2 separate regions of the Macaca fascicularis genome follow, and region 1 is linked to region 2. The links are chromatin contacts, called in public Hi-C maps. All regions are on one chromosome and are shown on one strand. Each heading gives the region's core, a stretch centred on a gene start, on an enhancer-like site or on the middle of the called end of the contact. The rest is flanking DNA. Distances are from core to core; before and after follow the strand shown. Region 1 holds the start of DYNLRB1 (dynein light chain roadblock-type 1). Region 2 has its middle 8.3 kb from the start of AHCY.

Region 1 (2,700 bases), core at 82-2,581, 210 kb after region 2:
CTAAGCTGCAGCACGTTTTAACAGAAGTTATTCTTACTAGAGGACCCAGAAACGTTTGTGACCTGCGGGAATAGAATGTTAGAGAGCGGAAACCGGGACAACATTGGGCTCTGGGAAGAAGAGTCCCCCTTTCAGAGGTGAGAACAAAATAGAGAACAAAGATGTGAAGTGGCTTCTGCTACGTAACGCGGGGCGGGGCTGAGCTCGGATTCGAAAGACTCCCAGGCCAGCCGGGCGCGGTGGCTCACGCCTGTAATCCCAGCACTTTGGGAGGCCGAGGCGGGCGGATCACAAGGTCAGGAGATCGAGACCACGGTGAAACCCCGTCTCTACTAAAAATACAAAAAATTAGCCGGGCGCGGTTGTGGGCGCCTGTAGTCCCAGCTACTCGGGAGGCTGAGGCAGGAGAATGGCATGAACCCAGGAGGCGGAGCTTGCAGTGAGCTGAGATCCGGCCACCGCACTCCAGCCTGGGCGACAGAGCGAGACTCTGTCTCAAAAAAAAAAACAAACAAACAAAAAGAAAGACTCCCAGGCCAGCCCTAACCAATTCATCTCCGAGCTTGCACGGCATCTTCCCCGGAGACTCCAGAGGTACCTGACTCCAGCCCCACCCCCGACCTGCCCGAGCCCAAAGCGCATTTTGGCCCTGGGCCTGTCTCTGCCTCAGTCAGGGCGCAAAGGGGGTCTCAGCAACGGTCCCACTTGCCTTCATACTCTCCCACCACGCTCCACCCAGGGACTTCAGAGTCAGCTTAGACCTCCATTGAGAGCTAAAAGCCTCTTCCGATACCGAGAACCAGCATTTTTTTTTTTTTTTTTTGAGTCAGGGTCTCTTGCTCTGTCGCCCAGGTTGGAGTGCAGTGGCGCAATCTCGGCTCACTGCAGCCTCGAACTCCTGGTCAGGCGATCCTCCCACCTCAGCCTTCGGAGTAGCTGGGACTATTGGGGCGCGCCACCATGCCCGGCTAGTTTTGTTTATTTTTTAGTAGATAAGGGGTCGCTCTCCATGTTGCCCAGGCTGGTCTCGAACTCTTGGACTCAAGCAATCCTTCCGACTGTCCTCCCAAAGTGCTGGGATTACAGGCGTGAGTCACCGCGTCCAGCCAGAACCAGCATCTTTTCTGCACGGCTGGAGTTGGGAATTTTTCGCAGCTTAGCGTTCCGCTTCTTAGCTTTTTGCTTTCCCACAGTGGAAAGCAAATTTTCCAAGAGTCCTGGCGGAGCCAGGATCGTCTCGCCCGCCTCCGCTTCACGCTGGCTCCTGATAGGCAGCTAGAGCTGTCCGTTTTGACAGAAACCTGTGCGCAGGCGCAGAAAGGCACGGGACTGGGCTGGGTGTTCGCTACGCGGGGCTACCGGATCGGTCGGAAATGGTGAGCGTGCGCCGGGGGCTTGTGGCTGGCGGCTGCCCACCACCCCACGCCAGGCCTTCAGTCCTCTGAGGATGAGGAGATCTCAGACCTCCGGACGGGAATCGGTGGGGGCTGGGCGTGGCCGGGCCCGGGACCCAGCCGACTTGAGGGCGGAACCCGGCGGCGGAGGCCTCTAGAGCCTGACCGAGGCGGGGCCGCCGGATCCCGCTGCCCCTTTACCGGAAGCAGGAGCCTGGCCTTGGCCAGGAAGAGATGATGGGCTAGGGGTGGGCAGCGGCCATGCAGCCTAGCGTCCTGGGTCTTGTTGCGCGATGGCAACCTTGCTAACGTTTCCCGGGAGCTCAGTTTGTGGCAGGCTCTGCCAAGCACTTTATGTGTCTTGTATTTCATCCCCCCTCCTCCTCCTAGCTCTGTGAGGTAGATATGATCTTTAGTCCCATTTTGTTACACATATCTGTTATCCAGAGCCCCGAGAAGCCAAGTGCTTTGCCCCAAGAAATGGTGGAGGTGGATTTGAACCCTAGAAGCTTGACGGCCGCCACTCTGTCGGCGTGATTTTTCTAGCCGCTGGGACTGGGTGGGTGCCAGAGTCAGGAACGGGCGGGGTCCGCTCTTGGGGATCCCAAAGCCGCCTTTTTACCTTTCTGGCTGCAGTTGTGGGCTCTCTACGCCATTACAGGTTTTGTGTTTTTAATCCTCACAGCTTGTGCAAAATTTGAAAAAAAGTTTTAAATTTTAAGCCATGTGAGTGTATTACTTTTTCAAAAATCTTATTTAGAAATCTAGAGCTTATAAGAAAAAATCGAAAAAAGAAACTGTCATCATCTAGGGGCAACCACTTACAGTAGTCATGTGACTCTTTGCTTGTTCTTGGTTTATACAGTTTAGCCCCTATTGAATGTACAATTGTGGGTTCTGTGTTTTTCATTATTACACCACAAAGAATATCTCCACATCATTACAAACATGTAATAATGCTTAAAATATGTATAACTTCATTTTTCACATCACTTAAGCTGTAAAAAAATTGATATATAATAGTTGTACATATTTATGTTGTAGATATACATGTAATATTTTGATACATGCATATGATGTGTAATGATCAAATCAGGCTGTATTATAGAATATCCATCACCTCAAACATTCATTATTTCCTTTTTTTTTTTTTTTTTTTTTTTTTTGAGATGGAATCTCGCTCTGTCACCCAGGCTGGAGTGCAGTGGCACCATCTTAGCTCACTGCCACCTCTGCCTCCCAGGTTCAAGTGATTCTCCCGCCTCAGCCTCCTGAGTAGCTGGGACTACAGGCGCCCGCCACCACG
Region 2 (2,700 bases), core at 161-2,660:
CCTGGGCGACACAGTGAGACTCCATCTCAAAAAAAAAAAAAAAGAAAGAAAAGAAAAGAAAGAAAAGAAACGAAAAGAGAGAGGAGGAGCAGGGGAGAAGGAGGGAGGGAGGAAAGGAGGTAGGGAGGGAAGGAGGGAGGCGCAGAGGCGCGATCTCGGCTCACTGCAACCTCCGCTTCCCAGGTTCAAGCAATTCTCCTGCCTCAGCCTCCCAAGTAACTTGGATTACAGGTGCCCACAGCCATGCTCAGCTAATTATTTTTATTTTTAGTAGAGACAGGGTTTCACTATGTTGGCCAGGCTGGTCTTGAACACCTGACCTCGTGATCCACCCGCCTCGGCCTCCCAAAATACTGGGATTACAGGCGTGAGCCACCGTGCCCGGCTGATTAAGTTTATTTTTAAGTTTACTATCACATGGATAAAAAGTATGGATAAAAGTACTGTTTATTAACACATTATTGGTAAGAGTGTGAGGAAACAGGCTTCCCCATACTTTGCTTTTGGGATTGTACATTGGCACAACTTTAATGAACAACACTCTGGTAATAACTAACAAGATTACAAACTCACATGCCCTTTGACCAAACAGTTCCACTTCTAGGAATTTCTTCCAAAGATGTATGCACATGGGAGCAAAATGACGTTAAGAACAAAGGATTGTCCTTCCATGGAAGACTTGTTAAATAAATACTGGTACAATCCACATGGTGGAATACCCAGACAGCCATTTTTTTGTTTAAAGGAGCTGTTTATCTAATAATATGGAATGATCTTCCAGATATAGTGGCCCGATGCGGTGGCCCAAGCCCGAGGCCTAAGCGCCACTGCACTCTGCCTGGGCGACAAAGCAAGACCCTGTCTCTATTTTTAAAAAACGACAGTCGGGTGTGGTGGCTTACGTCTGTAATCCCAGCACTTTGGAAGGCTGAGGCAGGGGGTGGGGGGGGGGATCACCTGAGGTCAGGAGTTGGAGATCAGCCTGGCCAACATGGCGAAATCCCATACTTAAAATACAAAAATTAGCCGGGCGCGGTGGCACACGCCTGTAATTCCAGCTACTCAGTAGGCTGAGGCAGGAGAATCTCTTGAACCCAGTAGGTTGCAGTGAGCCGAGATTGTGCCACTGCACTCTAGCCTGGGCAACAGAGTGACACTGTCTAAAAAACAAAACAACAACAAAACATGATGAAGGACAAAAAGCAAAGTGCAGAACGGTGTGCCTAGTATGCGATTATTTATGTAAAAGAAAAAAAAAGAACACACAAACAGGTATTTGCCTATACATGCAGAAAATATACCAGGCTGGATGTACAAGAAACTGCTAACAGTGCTTCCCTGGAGGTCCCCGCCCACGCCGCTGAAAGTTGCCCTGGACCTTAACTGCTGATGTCCCTTCTCCAGGTCCAGGCTCCAGTGGAGCTTCTGGCAGGGCGTGGGAAGGTCGAAATCCCAGGCAGAAGCAGGTCCCGGTCCCTCCTCTCGACCTTTGTACCTGCTTTTTACGTGTTTGCTTTTGCAAACAATTAGGTTCCTGGCGCGGAGGGGCGGAGATGGGGCGGAGGGCGCAGGAGCCTGCCCATTGGCCGTGGGGCTTCAGCCTGACCTGGCTCCAGCATCCCCGCTCGCCTCCCGGCGGTCCTGCGTCTCACTCTGGATTAGTTGGAGGCTTCGAGATGGGATAGAGAGGGGTGTAGGCGCTGAGAAACCCCGCTGATGGCGATGGAGCCGGATTATGCAGTTCTGGGGAGTCCCTCCCTTCTTGTCCACCCCTATAGGGGTCTCTCCTTTCCCGCTCTATTCACGCCCCTCCCTCCAGGCACCCCTGGGCCCGCCTCGAAGTCATCGCTGGGCTGGGGAGTACAGAGGTGGGAGACTTCTTAGAGACCCTGGGACAGGACCCCCCTCTCTCACTCAATCCTCCTCAAACCAGGCGGCTCTGCTGTGAGTCCGGCGTCCCAGGAGCTGCCAGCCCACCTATCCCCGGTTTCTCCGGTTGGGGGAGCCCTCCAGGCTCGTAGAATACAAGAGACCGCCCCTCCCTAGCTGCGGGTCATCTCTAAGCGACAGGCTTTAAGAGGCACCCCAAAAGGGGGATGTGAGGTGGTGTGGTTCTATATTATTATATCGAAATCATCTGATTATGTGCCCGTCTCACTGTTTCCAGGAGGGAGACTGCACACGATATTTGGGAATGAATTAATGTTCCCGGATGTCTGCCCGGGAACTCACGCCGTGGTGCCCCTTGGCTTCAGCCTACAGTCCTGGCTCTCCTCAGGGTGGAGCCAGGGAGTCCCCTAATCCAGGTCTCTGATGTCCCCCGTTGAGGCTGGATCGTTCCCCAGTGGGGCTGGATGACCTCTGGGTTCACTTCCCAGCCTTGTCTGAGCTTCCACGCCCCTTTTATGCTAGTATTTGCTAAGAGCCTCGTCCAGGGACCTTAGGAGTCACATAGCCGGGGGTTCTACCCCTGCCCTTCATTTCTCAGATGACAGAAAAGCAAAAGGAACACTCTGAGAACTTGTAATGGGGAGGAGTGGGGAGTTGGTCCAGTCTGACGGGGCGGGGGCAGGGTGGGAGACGTCCTTGGAGCGAGATCTTGGAGGAGCTCAGTCGACAGAAAGGAAGCACGCAGCTCCACGCTGCAAGAGTGGAGAGCTGTAAGGTGCCCTCCCCAGCCCGCTCCCTCTTGCCCACCTT

The links. A called contact is a pair of places that touch in the nucleus more often than the background predicts.
Region 1: a Hi-C map of liver shows a contact between it and region 2, with 3 times the contacts expected there. The contact joins the promoter of DYNLRB1 here to the enhancer-like site in region 2. A contact is called at or near these places in 2 of 2 Hi-C or Micro-C datasets (liver and skeletal muscle).

Annotation. Positions count from the first base shown.
Region 1 is chr10:90,554,031-90,556,730 of T2T-MFA8v1.1, forward strand. DYNLRB1 (dynein light chain roadblock-type 1) reads left to right here and starts at 1,332. Exons shown (of 5, transcript XM_074005102.1): 1 at 1,332-1,376.
Region 2 is chr10:90,344,816-90,347,515 of T2T-MFA8v1.1, forward strand. No RefSeq gene overlaps it. Among named protein-coding and RNA genes, the nearest start is that of AHCY, 8.3 kb to the left of the region's middle. Within about 2 kb of position 1,411, at least 2 of the 6 cell types and tissues checked have an H3K27ac peak or open chromatin away from gene starts, as enhancers often do. A contact at or near this core is called in liver, where this site is marked.